Linked DNA regions of Mus musculus: regions 2, 3 and 4 are each linked to region 1. Evidence: chromatin contacts called from public HiChIP or PLAC-seq and capture Hi-C data. All regions are on one chromosome and are shown on one strand. Each heading gives the region's core, a stretch centred on a gene start, on an enhancer-like site or on the middle of the called end of the contact. The rest is flanking DNA. Distances are from core to core; before and after follow the strand shown. Region 1 holds the start of Crtc3 (CREB regulated transcription coactivator 3). Region 2 has its middle 18 kb from the start of Gm44851. Region 3 holds the start of Hddc3 (HD domain containing 3). Region 4 holds the start of Furin (furin (paired basic amino acid cleaving enzyme)).

Evidence for each region. HiChIP or PLAC-seq counts read pairs in DNA pulled down with a chosen protein or histone mark. Capture Hi-C pulls out chosen DNA fragments and counts their contacts.
Region 2: a contact with region 1 is called in an H3K4me3 HiChIP or PLAC-seq map of intestinal villus epithelium, with 7 read pairs. The contact joins the enhancer-like site here to the promoter of Crtc3 in region 1. A contact is called at or near these places in 4 of 39 promoter capture datasets (the C10 cell line, embryonic stem cells, liver and 1 more), 8 of 115 datasets of contacts at active chromatin or transcription factors (the 230-238 cell line, effector CD8 T cells, embryonic forebrain and 4 more) and 3 of 9 other capture datasets (adipose tissue, embryonic stem cells and liver).
Region 3: a capture Hi-C map of macrophages shows a contact between it and region 1, with 5 times the contacts expected there. The contact joins the promoter of Hddc3 here to the promoter of Crtc3 in region 1. A contact is called at or near these places in 16 of 39 promoter capture datasets (the 3T3-L1 cell line, the C10 cell line, the HPC-7 cell line and 9 more), 3 of 484 Hi-C or Micro-C datasets (B cells, the G1E-ER4 cell line and bone marrow-derived macrophages), 9 of 115 datasets of contacts at active chromatin or transcription factors (Th17 cells, acute myeloid leukemia, astrocytes and 5 more) and 4 of 9 other capture datasets (adipose tissue, liver, macrophages and 1 more).
Region 4: an H3K27ac HiChIP or PLAC-seq map of embryonic stem cells shows a contact between it and region 1, with 7 read pairs. The contact joins the promoter of Furin here to the promoter of Crtc3 in region 1. A contact is called at or near these places in 6 of 39 promoter capture datasets (cranial neural crest, embryonic stem cells, neural stem cells and 2 more), 23 of 484 Hi-C or Micro-C datasets (B cells, CD4 T cells, the HL-1 cell line and 11 more), 18 of 115 datasets of contacts at active chromatin or transcription factors (the 230-238 cell line, the NIH/3T3 cell line, T-cell acute lymphoblastic leukemia and 12 more) and 5 of 9 other capture datasets (adipose tissue, embryonic stem cells, liver and 2 more).

The regions. Positions count from the first base shown.
Region 1 is chr7:80,687,466-80,690,305 of GRCm38.p6, reverse strand. It overlaps Crtc3 (CREB regulated transcription coactivator 3), which reads left to right and starts at 1,429. Exons shown (of 15, transcript NM_173863.2): 1 at 1,429-1,699. The coding sequence starts at 1,568.
Region 2 is chr7:80,421,265-80,424,219 of GRCm38.p6, reverse strand. No RefSeq gene overlaps it. Among named protein-coding and RNA genes, the nearest start is that of Gm44851, 18 kb to the right of the region's middle. Within about 2 kb of position 1,264, at least 34 of the 459 cell types and tissues checked have an H3K27ac peak or open chromatin away from gene starts, as enhancers often do. A contact at or near this core is called in intestinal villus epithelium and liver, where this site is marked.
Region 3 is chr7:80,341,611-80,344,528 of GRCm38.p6, reverse strand. It overlaps Hddc3 (HD domain containing 3), which reads right to left and starts at 1,392. Exons shown (of 4, transcript NM_026812.2): 1 at 1,280-1,392; 2 at 935-990; 3 at 573-813. The coding sequence starts at 1,391.
Region 4 is chr7:80,401,353-80,404,318 of GRCm38.p6, reverse strand. It overlaps Furin (furin (paired basic amino acid cleaving enzyme)), which reads left to right and starts at 1,507. Exons shown (of 16, transcript NM_011046.3): 1 at 1,507-1,789.

The DNA.
Region 1 (2,840 bases), core at 180-2,679:
ACAACAGACACATAAGCCTAATTATAACAAAACAATCTAGGGACTAGTGAGCTCCCTAAGTCGGTAAATGTGCCTGCCACCAACCTGAGTTATTGGCGGATGTGAGTACACACACACACACACACACACACACACAAAATGAATAATGAATGAATGTAAAAAACCAACACATATAAAAACAGTTGCAGGAAATACAAAAGTTGCACATCATGTCTATAAATTCTTTTTGGTTTTGTTTTTGAGACAAGGTCATCATACAGTCTGGACTGGCTTTCTTCTCATTATGTAGCCAAGGAGGACCTTGAACTACTGATCCTGCTGCCTCTAACTCCTGACTGCTAGGATTACAGGCACTTGCCATAATGCCCAGCCTCATTTTTGTATAAATTTTAAACATAAAACTTCCTATCCCACATAGAGTAACTGGATTAATAAATCATACACAATAAAAGGAAGAACAGAATAATAAGTATATGTTAATTTTGAAAAAATGAACAGTAGTGTTAGACATCACTACCAACATAGTTACTTTTTATGGAGACAAAGAATGAGGTGGGGTTCTTTTTTTTTTTTTTTTAAATAAACTCCAAGCATATGAAGCAAAACGATTTTTAAAAAGTCTTATTGTGTATGTGTGTCTAGGTATGTGCTTGCTACAGCCTGAGTGTGGAGGCCAAAGGACAAGTCTCAGGAGTCAGTTATCTCCTTCCACATGAGTCATTTAGCTGGCCCCAAAATGCCTTTTAAATTTTATTTGCAGTGTTGGAATCAAACCCAAGGCCTAGGGCTTGTCACACAAGCGCTCTACAGCTGAACACCGTCCCCAGGCTCTGCAAAAATGTTTTGATGGTTTAATCATGAGGTGCGTGGGCGTTGTTGTTATTTTCCGTATTTCTCCTCATGTCGCTAATACGTCCTAATTCACAGAACACAGTCATGCTCAACACTCTCCAGGACATCTTGGTGTACAATTATGTTGGAAGCAGCTTCTGGGCTAAAAAGGGGGAAGCCTGACGAGGCCACTTGCTGTTTTACCAGCGAAGTTGAACGGATGGGAGAGATGGCTCAGTTAAGAGTACAAACAGCTCTTACAGAGGCAAAGACCCGTGTTTGGTTCCTAGATTAGTGTGATCTCCGTGGGTGCCTGCATGCACATATACATATGTACACATCCACACTGGGCAGTGGTACCCAGCGGCTCTCACACATTGGTGCAGCTTAACTTTACAGACGTGATATAGGTGTGAGAAGTCCCGAAGCAGGCTGGGGACCGTGGGCTCAGCCCTCGGTCGGCTCGCCGGAGGTCGAGCTCCCCGGCTGGGAGGCCGGGCTTCGGGGCCCGGAGGCCGGGCGGGCCGCGCCGAGGGCGGAGCCGCCGCGCGGGGGCGGACCTCGGCGCGCTCCCGGCCGCTCGCTGGCTCTGGGGCCGCGGCGGCTCCTCTGCCGGGTCGCGCCGGAGGACAGGTTTCGGGCGGCGGCTTGGGCGGCCTGCGGACAGACCGGGTGGGCCGAGCAGCGGAACCCCGCGCCTGCCGTGTGCCTAGCCCGCTAGCGCCGGGCGCGCGCCATGGCCGCCTCGCCCGGTTCGGGCAGCGCCAACCCGCGGAAGTTCAGTGAGAAGATCGCCCTGCACACGCAGCGGCAGGCCGAGGAGACGCGGGCCTTCGAGCAGCTCATGACCGACCTCACCCTGTCCCGGGTGAGCTCCGGGGCCGGCGCGAGCGGTGCGGGCGGGTCCGCGCGGCGGGGAAGAGGTCGCCGGGCCGAGGCGGCGGCGGCGGAGCCGGGCGGGGGCCGCGGGTGGGGAGTGGGGCCGGGGCGGCCGCGGCCTCGGCTCTGGCCGGCCTGGCGACACCGAATGCGGCTTGCTATCTCGGTGGACGGGCCTCGGTGCGTTGAGCTGGAAACGGCCGAGCCCGGGGAGGCGGGCAGCGGGGCCGGGCGGCCTAAGCGGGAGGATGACCCCGAGAGGAAATCGCACGCAGCTGCAGCTCAGAGGCCGGACCGAGGCACGCCTGGTTCGGGCGGTGCGGCTTCTCCGTGGACACCCACGGCCAGCGAGCCCTTGACTGTCGGCGTAGAAGGCCTCGGGGGCCGGAGGGTCGCACATCCTCCCCGAGGGGAAGACTTGGTGCACGCACAAGCGAATCGACGGCTGGCCCCTGAGTGGCAGGGGGCCTTGGTACCACGTTGAGATTCCGTGGCTTTCCCTCCTTCGCCTCTTGGAGGTGCTTTCCGTGGTCCGGTGCATTTGCTCAGCATCAGATATTTAGTGAGAACTGACAGGGTGCCTAGCGCAGATGGTGACTGCGGAGGGACCCAGAGGAATGAGTAAGAGCGAGTCGGAACAAACACCTGGGAGGCTAGACAACTGGAGCGGACGGCAGGGGATGGAGACGGCAGGAGTGTCTGTGTAGACTGCAGAGGGTCAACGTGAGTGGGCAGCCTTGAGGATTCTGAGTGCTGGCCTTGAAGGCACATTGTCAGATGGGGGAGGCTAGGAAGATGCTGGGGGTGGACAGCTGGAAGCAGACGTGTGAGCAGATTGCAAGCTGGTTGTTTCCCTGCTTCCCAAGGTGCAAGCGTATTCTATTTTGGCCACCATAGTGTTTGGGATTGAAAAACAAAAACAAGAAAACTAAAATCTGTTGCTAGGGTTTAAATTGGGAGTTTTTTCTTTTAACATAAATTTAACATAAACTAAACTAACATAAATGTATAGCATAAACTAAACGGACTTACTTTAAAATTAAGAGACTTGGAAACAATCTTGAGTGTTACTTCCCTCAAGTGGAGTGTGAACTCTTTCTTGCTATAATACACTTTACACGGCTCACTGT
Region 2 (2,955 bases), core at 15-2,514, 270 kb after region 1:
TTGAGACATAAAGGCCAAAGGATTGAAAGTTCAAGGCCATCCTGGGCCACATGCAACCCTGCCTCAAAACCAACCAAACAGGGGGTTGGATAGCTTCGTGGTTCAGAGCTATTGCAGAGGACTGGAATTTGCTTCCCAGTCCCCACAGGTTAGCTCATGAACACCATAATAACTCCAGTCGCAGGTGATCCCGTGCTCTCTGACTTCCAAGAGCAATAGGCACACACACAGTGCACATACATACATGCAGGCAAGTGCTCACACACCCACACACACAAATCTTTTAAAATTTAATTTAAAACAAAGCCAGTGAGCTGGCTCAGAGCTCAGAGTGTGAGTGGGGTGATAAAAGCACAGATCCCATGTAAAGACAGGAGAAAGCAGCTCCAGATGTTCTCTGACCTCAGTATGTACGCTGTGGCATCCACCGTCCCACGATGCACACACAATCATACAGAGTTAATCATATAGAACTCATATATATATATATTAGGATATTCAAGACAGAGTTTTTCTGTGTAGCCTGACTGTCCTGGAACTCACTCTGCAGACCAGGCTGACCTCAAACTCAGAGATCTGCCTGCCTCTGCCTCTGCCTCCTGAGAACTAGGGCTAAAGGAGTGTGCCACCCCCCCCCACCCCCGCCCAGTTTGTAAATAACATTTAACAATAAATGAATACAAGATAAAGGGATAGTAGGGAAGATTTTAGGAAACTTTTAGGAAACAATGGCCAAATGGCAACAAAAGGATTTTAATCCCCCAGGGGAGGCTTCTGTTTTCTTTTGACCCGCCCTCCGGAAGGGGAGTAATCCAGGCTCCTGTTCACCAAGAAGCAGACAGGCAGGTGCCACTGCGCCCCATTAGCCACCATAATCTTTTAAAGACGCTAAGGCTGGAAGCTCAGGCATCAGGCTATGAAGAGAAGCCAGGGGGGAGGGGCACAGCCAGGGAACACGCCAACAGGAGGCTTTGCCATATGACAGAGGCAATGCCAACCACCAGGAGAAGACAGGCTCCTTATAATGGGCAAGAGCTGATCCATCCGGGGAGGATAAAATTAGCTCACTCCCAACTCCAGGTGGGTTCGGGGCTCACAGATGAAGAACGGAAGCTTAACTCGGAGAGGAAAATATAGGAGAATGTTTTTACGATCTCCCGGCAAGAAATAATCTTTTAAAAGTAAACTGGAAACTTGCTGCCCGCACTAGGAAAGGCAAGCGCTTTCTGAGTGCGCAGCTAGATAAGATTTGGTAAAGTAAACGCAGCTGAGCACCCATCCGACCACGTGACCGGCACCTCCCTCAGTCCCCTCGCTGACAGGGGTTAAGTTAGGGTAGGTTTGTCGATGGAGCTTAGCAGGAAGGCTCCTGCCTATCATGGTCAAGGTCCTGGGTTCAATCCCAAACACCTTCCTTCCCCACACCACCAAAAAAAAGAAGAGAAATCCTAGTGCTTGGGAGGTAGATGCAGGAGGGTCAGGAGTTCAAGGTCCTGCTTGGCTATGTAGGGGAGTTCAAGGCTAGCTTGGGGTACAGGAGACTGTTAAAAAAAAAAAAGTAAGAAGCCAGGTGTGGTGCCATGTGCCTTTAATCCCAGCACTTGGGAGGCAATGACAGGCTGATCTCTGAGTTTGAGGTCAGCCTGGTCTACAGAGTGAGTTCCAGAACCAGTTAGTGCGTCACAGAGAAACCCTGTCTCAAAAAGCCAAAAAAACAAACAGAAAACAAAACCCGTTTAGATGCTGAATTCAGCTGGCAGAGTCCTCATATAACATACTGGAAGCAGGAAGAGTGTGGCAGACATCTGAAATTCTGGCATTGGGAGGTAGAGGCAGGAGGATCAGAAGTCCGGGGTCATCCTCTGCTAGTGAGTTAAAGGCCAGCCTGGACTACTTGAGAGCTTATCTAGAAAAGCAAAAGCAAAAACTAAGGCACAAAGAAAAGAGGACGGGGCTGAAGCCAGTGCTCACCCTGGGTTCCCAGCACGATGTTCACAAGCATCTGTAACTCCAGTTTCAGGGGCCTCTGCATCCGCTCTGGCCTCCCAAGGCACCAGGCATACACACAGTTTATAGACACACATGTAGGGAAAACACCCTTACATAGAGATAAAATAATTCAATGTCTTCTAAAGAAACACGGTCATTTAACCGTTAGCCTGGCATGGTGGTGCATACTTGTAAAAGCTAGCCTGGGCTACATAGTTCTAGGCCAATCTAGGCTAAGTAGACAGACCTTGTCTCAAACAAACAATAGAATCGGCAACACAATTATTTAATTTTTACAGTAACAGAAAATGATGCAGATAAGGTTAAAAAAGAGAGACCACAATAAAAAAAAATATTTTTTGCAACACATCTAGTAAGCAGGAGAGTTGTACTCAGAAAAGGATGGGTGTTTCCGTTCAAGAGACACAGAGGCAGCTCACATACAGAGCCTGGGCTCAGTCTGCACAAGGCTGCACGCTCAACCCGCAGCCTCAAAACCTCAAACAAACAACATGAGAAGTAAAATCCAATTCTCAGCAAGACTACCAAGTGGGGTGCAGATTCCTTTGGGGAGGTGGGAGCTAAATCAGGGCCTTTGGGGAAGACGTTCTCCTTGCCAAGGGGCCGGCCCTGGAGAAGAGAGACTCAGCCTAAACCTTGAGCGCTGGAGACAATTTTTGCAGGAGGAAATGAAAAGCTTTTATCCCCTTATTTTATTTTTTATTTTTATTATTGTATGTGTATGATCGTTCTGTCTTCATGTGTGTCTGTGCACCATACGTGCTGGTGCCCAAGGTGGTAAGTCTCCATGTGAGTGCTAGGAATCGAACCTGGGTCTTTTGCAACAGCAAGTGGTCTTAACCACTGAGCCAACTCTCTAGCCTGTTTCCCTTATTTTTTTAATTTTTCTTTTCCTGTGTGTGTGTGTGTTTTTTTTTTTTTTTTGCTTTGTGTATGTATGGTTTT
Region 3 (2,918 bases), core at 143-2,642, 350 kb after region 1:
TCCCAGACATTGGACGGTTGGAGATTGACTTTTGCTTTTGATTGTGACTGTGCCCTGATATTTTCCCTCTTGAAGGAAGAAACTGTTTTAGTGGAGCCCACAGTTAAGAGACTTTTAATTGTAAAAAGACTTTGGATTTTAAAAGAGATGGATATTTTAAAGAGATTGAAATTTTAAGAATATGTAAAGGCTGTGGGACTTTTAAAGTTATTTAGATCTTGGGGATGAATAAGATTGTAAGGGTTGAGGCTTACTAGTGATGTTTTTGTGTGTCAAGTTGACAAGGGGTCAATTGTACTGGCTAATTTTGTGTCAACTTGACACAGCTGGAGTTATCACGGAGAAAGGAGCTTCTGTTGAGGAAATGCCTCCATGAGATCCAACTTGCTTCTTGGTCATGATGTTTGTGCAGGAATAGAAACCCTGACTAAGACAGAGGTTTAGTCGGAGGTGTTACGACCACCCCTCCCCACTCTACCCCCCGACTTATTTCTGGGAATCTAACCAACCTGTATTTTCAGAAGCTGGCCATCCCCTCCCCCTCTCTCCTCAGAGCCAGTAGGAGAGCATACCTGTAGGGGTGCAGCGATTCAGGTCCCTCAGATTGTATAGCTTGTCTGCCAGCTTCACCAGTTTGGCCCCTGGGCTGCTGTGTGGTGCCTGCTCCACCTGTTGCCGCTTTCTTTCCAGTTTGGGCAGAGTCTTGTCATCTGTTACCTCCTCCACCAAGCGTCGAACCTGTGCTCCAAAGTGCAGCTCTACCTCATCCAGGGTAGTATCTGTGTCTTCTACTGTGTCATGGAGCAGGGCGGCCTGGGGATAGGTTACCATTCAGCCCAGTGACACTAACCTACTAGCCAAATAAATAGCACCCATTGTTCAACAGTACTCTGGTTTCCCGCACCAGCCTCCTGGCAGAGAAGGGTAGCCTTACCTGTAACACCACAATATCAGTGATTCCAGCCTCATGGGTTAGGATCCGGGCTACACCTGGCAGGGGCAAAGCAGAAGTCAGTCTAGAAGGAGCCAGATGTAGCACCTCACCAGCTGGATGACCTTGGAAAGTCCCTTACCCTCTTGGGATATCGACTGTACCAAGGGAGCACTCCTGCCTTCTACCCCAGGTGAGGCTTACACGCATAACGCATGAAAAGTGGTTGATACAACGCTTGGGACTCGAAGAAGGCGCTCAGTAATTTATATGCGCTTTGTGTTCCCGTCCCAGTTAGTCCCCACCCGCCACGGGCCGCGAGGGCTGCTTCCCAACTGGCGCGCCCACCGATGGGGTGATTAATGTAGGGAGTCCCTTCAGGATCTTTTCGTCGCTGCTGTCGGTGTTTGTGAGCGGCGAAGTCAGCAGCCTCCAGCAGCTGAGCTGCCTCCGAGCCCATTGCGCTGGTGGCGCGAGGGACTGAAGCTTCGGAGTCCGAACAAATCACCTATAGCGCCGCCTGGCGCTTCGGAGGCTCGGAGAACGGAACTATTTCTAACAAGCTGTAATTCATTCATCCCCCCTCCCCCAACGTGTGTGCGCGTGCGTGTGGATTATAGAGGCTATAAGTCTCCACCTTAGTTTTTGGAGACAAAGACTCTCCTTGAACCTGTAGCCCAGGTATTTAGCAAGACTAGCTACCGAACGAGTTTCAAGGAGTCTCCTGTCTCTGCCTCCACAGTACAACAGGCGTAGGTTGCCATCCCCAGCTTTTTTACCTGGCTATTGCAATAATCTGAAAGAATGCAAGTCCTTATTCTTGTGCAGCAAGCACTTTACCCACTGAACCATCATCCCATTCTCAACGGAGGTTCTTTAAAGACCGAGATCCTGGATATAGAAGTTTTCAACAATCACAGCGGCTGGTGCAGCGTTCTCCCCACCATGCCCCAGGACGTAGTAGAACTAACAGTCTTTGCAGAAAAGGGAGACAAAACCAAAAGTGATAGTTTCACAGAGTGCTGGGTACAGAGCTGGAAGGCACGGGTGGCCGTGGGATCGTGGGGGGAAAGCCCATTTTATCTAGCCTGGGAGGCAGAGACAGCGTCTTCCACGAGAAAAAGGCCATCTACAGCCTGGCACAACACCCAGACCGTTTTCAACGTGCTCCAAACATCGCTCTCCTCACAGGGTCAGTCTCTGTTATCTTGGGCATCTGAACCTAACATCTTGGCCCTAGAGATGCTAGGATTTGACCTGGAGAGTTGGATCTTGCTTAATTGCTTCAGATGTGGGCTCCTGGGACACAACACTGTTTCTACAGAAACCGTTTGCATTCATCTCTTGAATCATGAGGGAGCCTGCTTCAGTCCCCAGACCTCTGCTCTGGGCCCTTGAGGTAGTGAGTCTTGTCCCCGCGGTTTCAGGAGCATAGTGTTGCCTAGCTTGGGTAGGCACTGGAACAATCCTTCTCTCTTTACCGGCCATCGAGCTTTGGATCTTCTGGAGAAATCCCGTCTTGGCGTTGGCAGCTCTGAAGTATGAGGGATAAGCAAGACCTTGGCATCTCCCCAAAGGGTTCTGAGAAGTGGAGACAGCCAGCTGCTAAGTGTATTCCACCAGGCAGGTAGCTTTTGTGTCTGGGCTGGCAGCTGGGGAGATAAGGCTCAGGGGAAAGCCTAATGACTGGACTCTCTGACAGGCTTGGTGGTTGCCATGGCGCTGCAGTTACAGAGGGATGCCCCACAGGCTGAACAGAGGTCTCTGGGGTCTAAAATGGAATAATCCATATCCCCCAAGGTGTCCGTGCAGCCTAGAAATTGAGGAATGGGTAGATAGAAACACAGTTGGCTTCACACGCTCATTTCATTTCTTTCTTTCTTCTTTCCTTTCTTTCTTTCTTTCTTCCTTTTTGACAATGGCTCAACTTTTTCTCTCCTGGCATTCCTTTCCTCCCTTCTGCTTAGGAAATCATAGGCAGTTTAGA
Region 4 (2,966 bases), core at 258-2,757, 290 kb after region 1:
GGGGACTCCCTTGCTAGATAGGGCCAACCCTGTCCCTATTTCCCCTAAATGGGTGATGTTGCTCATAGCCTAAGGAAAATCTCTGACTCACTTCCTGCCTCAGTCTCACCACAAGAGTATTGTTCTCCCAAATGTGCATGTGGTGGTGCTGGTGGGGGCTACCCCACAGTGGTCCCCACAGGTCTTAGCTCCTTCTAAGGGAAAGCCCCCAATCTGGGAGGAACCAGACTTTTAGAGACCCCATGTCTGCAGTGTTTTAACGGATGCTCAAATAACAGATTCAGTTAACTTCATACACATCTCCATTTTCAGAGGGATAAATCGGGGCTCTGAGAATTTAAGGTTCGAAATAATGCAAAATAGTACCGCAAGGATTTGAGCCCAACTTTCCTGGACGACTTTCCACACAAATGATACGTGTGTATGTGTGTATGTGTACTACTTTGAGGGTTTTGAGGCAAAGTCTCATGTGGCCAGGTTATCTCACAGAGAGCAAGAAGGGATGTGCAGAGGCCGCTGGCGACCTTGGAACAACCCAGCCTGGGAAGATCTTGGCCCGGTTCCCCTCTTCTTTCTCAGCTCGAGCAGAATGTCAACCTTCCGCCAAGTAGCACAGCCGTTTTCTAGGGCAGGAACCCAGGGAGGGAAGGGCTCTGGCTGGTATACTGTAAGTAGCTTGGAGTGAAACGCTGCCAAGTCTGAGGCCTGCTAAGTTGTGTAGCTTAAGGAAAATTATTTAAACTTTGTGTGCCTCAGTTTCCTTATCTGTAAAGTGGGATTAATAATGTCATCCTGAGCGGATTATGTGGATTAAGGAATGTACATAAGGAGAAGATAGGGTGAACTGATTGGCCCAGTGCCTAGCTCTCCGTTGTTGCAGGGGGAAAAAAAAGTATTGGGAAAAAAAAAAAACCATAAAAGGAGGTGGGCTATTTCTGTTTATCCACCTGTCTCTACAAAAGCAAATAAAACTGTGACTCCTCTAACTGGAGGCACGAGGGCTGCCCTGCCGCTGTGAGATCCGACCTGAGAGTGGAGTTGCCCCAGGTCCGCCATCCCAGGGCGCTTCCCTTGACTATCCCCAAACTCAAAACTCGGGACCCAGGAACCTCGGGCAAGGCAGGGCCAGCTTGGACTCTCCCCAAACCCCCCGACCCTCGGCCCTTCCCTCGCCATCTCGCCCGCGGGCTCCCAGTCCGGGTCTCCGAAACCATCTGCCCGGGAGTTTGCGGGGCCAAGAGCCTAACGCGGTGCGGACCGAGGGGCCTGGGGTGGCGCGCAGGGACCACGCTCCCTACCCGCCCCGCTGGCAGCCGCAGACAGGGCGCCCCGAGAACGCAGGGCCCGCCGCGTGGAGCTCTCTGAACACCGGCCGGGCCCGGCCGGGCCCGGCCTGACCCGACCCGGGCGGCGAACGGGCCGGGCCGGCTGCGGCCGCCGAGCGCGGAGGTGGCGCCGCGAGGGGGAGGGGCGCGGCGCGGAGGAGGAGGAGCCCGGGCCGCCGCCGCCGCCGCCGCCGCTGTGACAGCGGCCCGAGTAAACAAGCCGCGCCGCCGCGGCCGGGCCGCTGCCCCCCGCCCGCGCCCGAGCCCAGGCCGAGCCTTGCCCTGGTCGCCGGCCGGGCCGAGGCCGCGCCGCCGCGCCTCCCCGCCTGCGCGCCGTGACGCCGCTGCCGGGCGCGGGGACCGCCGGAGCCAGGCCCCCGCCGCCGGGCTCCGTGCTCGGCCGAGGGGTACCCGAGCGGCCGCGGCGCTCGTCCGGAAAAGTTTCCCCGCCCGGGCTCCCCAGGGTAAGCGGCGAGGGCGCGCGGCCCGGGGCCGGGGAGGCGGCGCGCTGGGGAACCGGGCCCGGAGCGGGCGGGGGAGCGCGGAGCCGGGCGGCGCAGCCCCGGGCCTCGCCGGCCGCCGGGCTCTGGTCGCGGATTCTCGGCCGCCGCGGCGGGAGGACGGGAGCCGCGCAGCCCACCTGAGCGCCGGGCTTGGGCCCGCGCCGGTACTTTTCCGCTGGGGCCGGGGCGAGCCCTATGACCTCAGGAAGCGCCGGCGGGGCCCCTGCTGGGGCGGGCTAGGCAGAGCATTCCTCGGACTCTGGGTGCTCCCGCCTGCCCGCGGTCCTCCGTGGCCCCGGCGGCCGGGGCCTGCGCCTGGTGGGGCGCGCTCCCGGGAGGGCACGGGGTCCTCGGCCGCCTGGCACACCTGTACGGCCGGAGCGGTCGGGGGCGGATTTCGCGTGCGCGCACAGGCCGGCTTGGGGGAGGCTCGCTCCGGGCTGCCTCCTGCCGAGGCCTGGCCGAGGCCCCTGCTGCCCCCATCCATCGGGTGGCTAGCCGAGGGGCGGCCTGCTTGCCATACAGGTCTGACAGCAGACACTAGTCTGCTCGGTGCCGCCGTTCCCACCGCCCCAGGGCTTTGCGCCTAGGGGAAGTGGACTTTCATCTCTCTGAAGCACTGGGATTCTCTCTGACTTGGGAAGTGCCAAGACGACGCAGGTGATGTGGCCCAGTGAGGGCATGTGGCTGCTGGCCAGGTGTGGACATAGAAAAGGAGGGTGGGCGAGCAGATTAGGTGTGTGTTTCCTGTTTTGGGCTTCTATCTAAAATTTGTATTTTTTTAAAAAGAGGATCCTATGGCTTAAAAAAAGTTTGAAAGCCTCTGTCCTAATAGTTTTTAACCACCAAGGAAACTGAGGCCCAGAGAGTGGAAATGACTTGTGTAAGTAGTTGAGCAGGGACTAGGAGTTAAAATTTCCTGGGAGGTGCCTGTAACAGGACCTGCCTTGGGGTCTCTGCTGGAAAGAGAGACCTGATTGGGTTTCCCAGCAGTCTTTGGTGGCTTGCTCTGTGGCTGCCTCAGCTGGGTCTCCAGGTCCTAGAAACAGCAGCCACACCTGGGGGTAAGTGCCCGTCTTATGCCTGGAATGGTTGTGGTTATCTCTGTCTGTAGGTTCTAGGGAGAGACAGAAAGGCT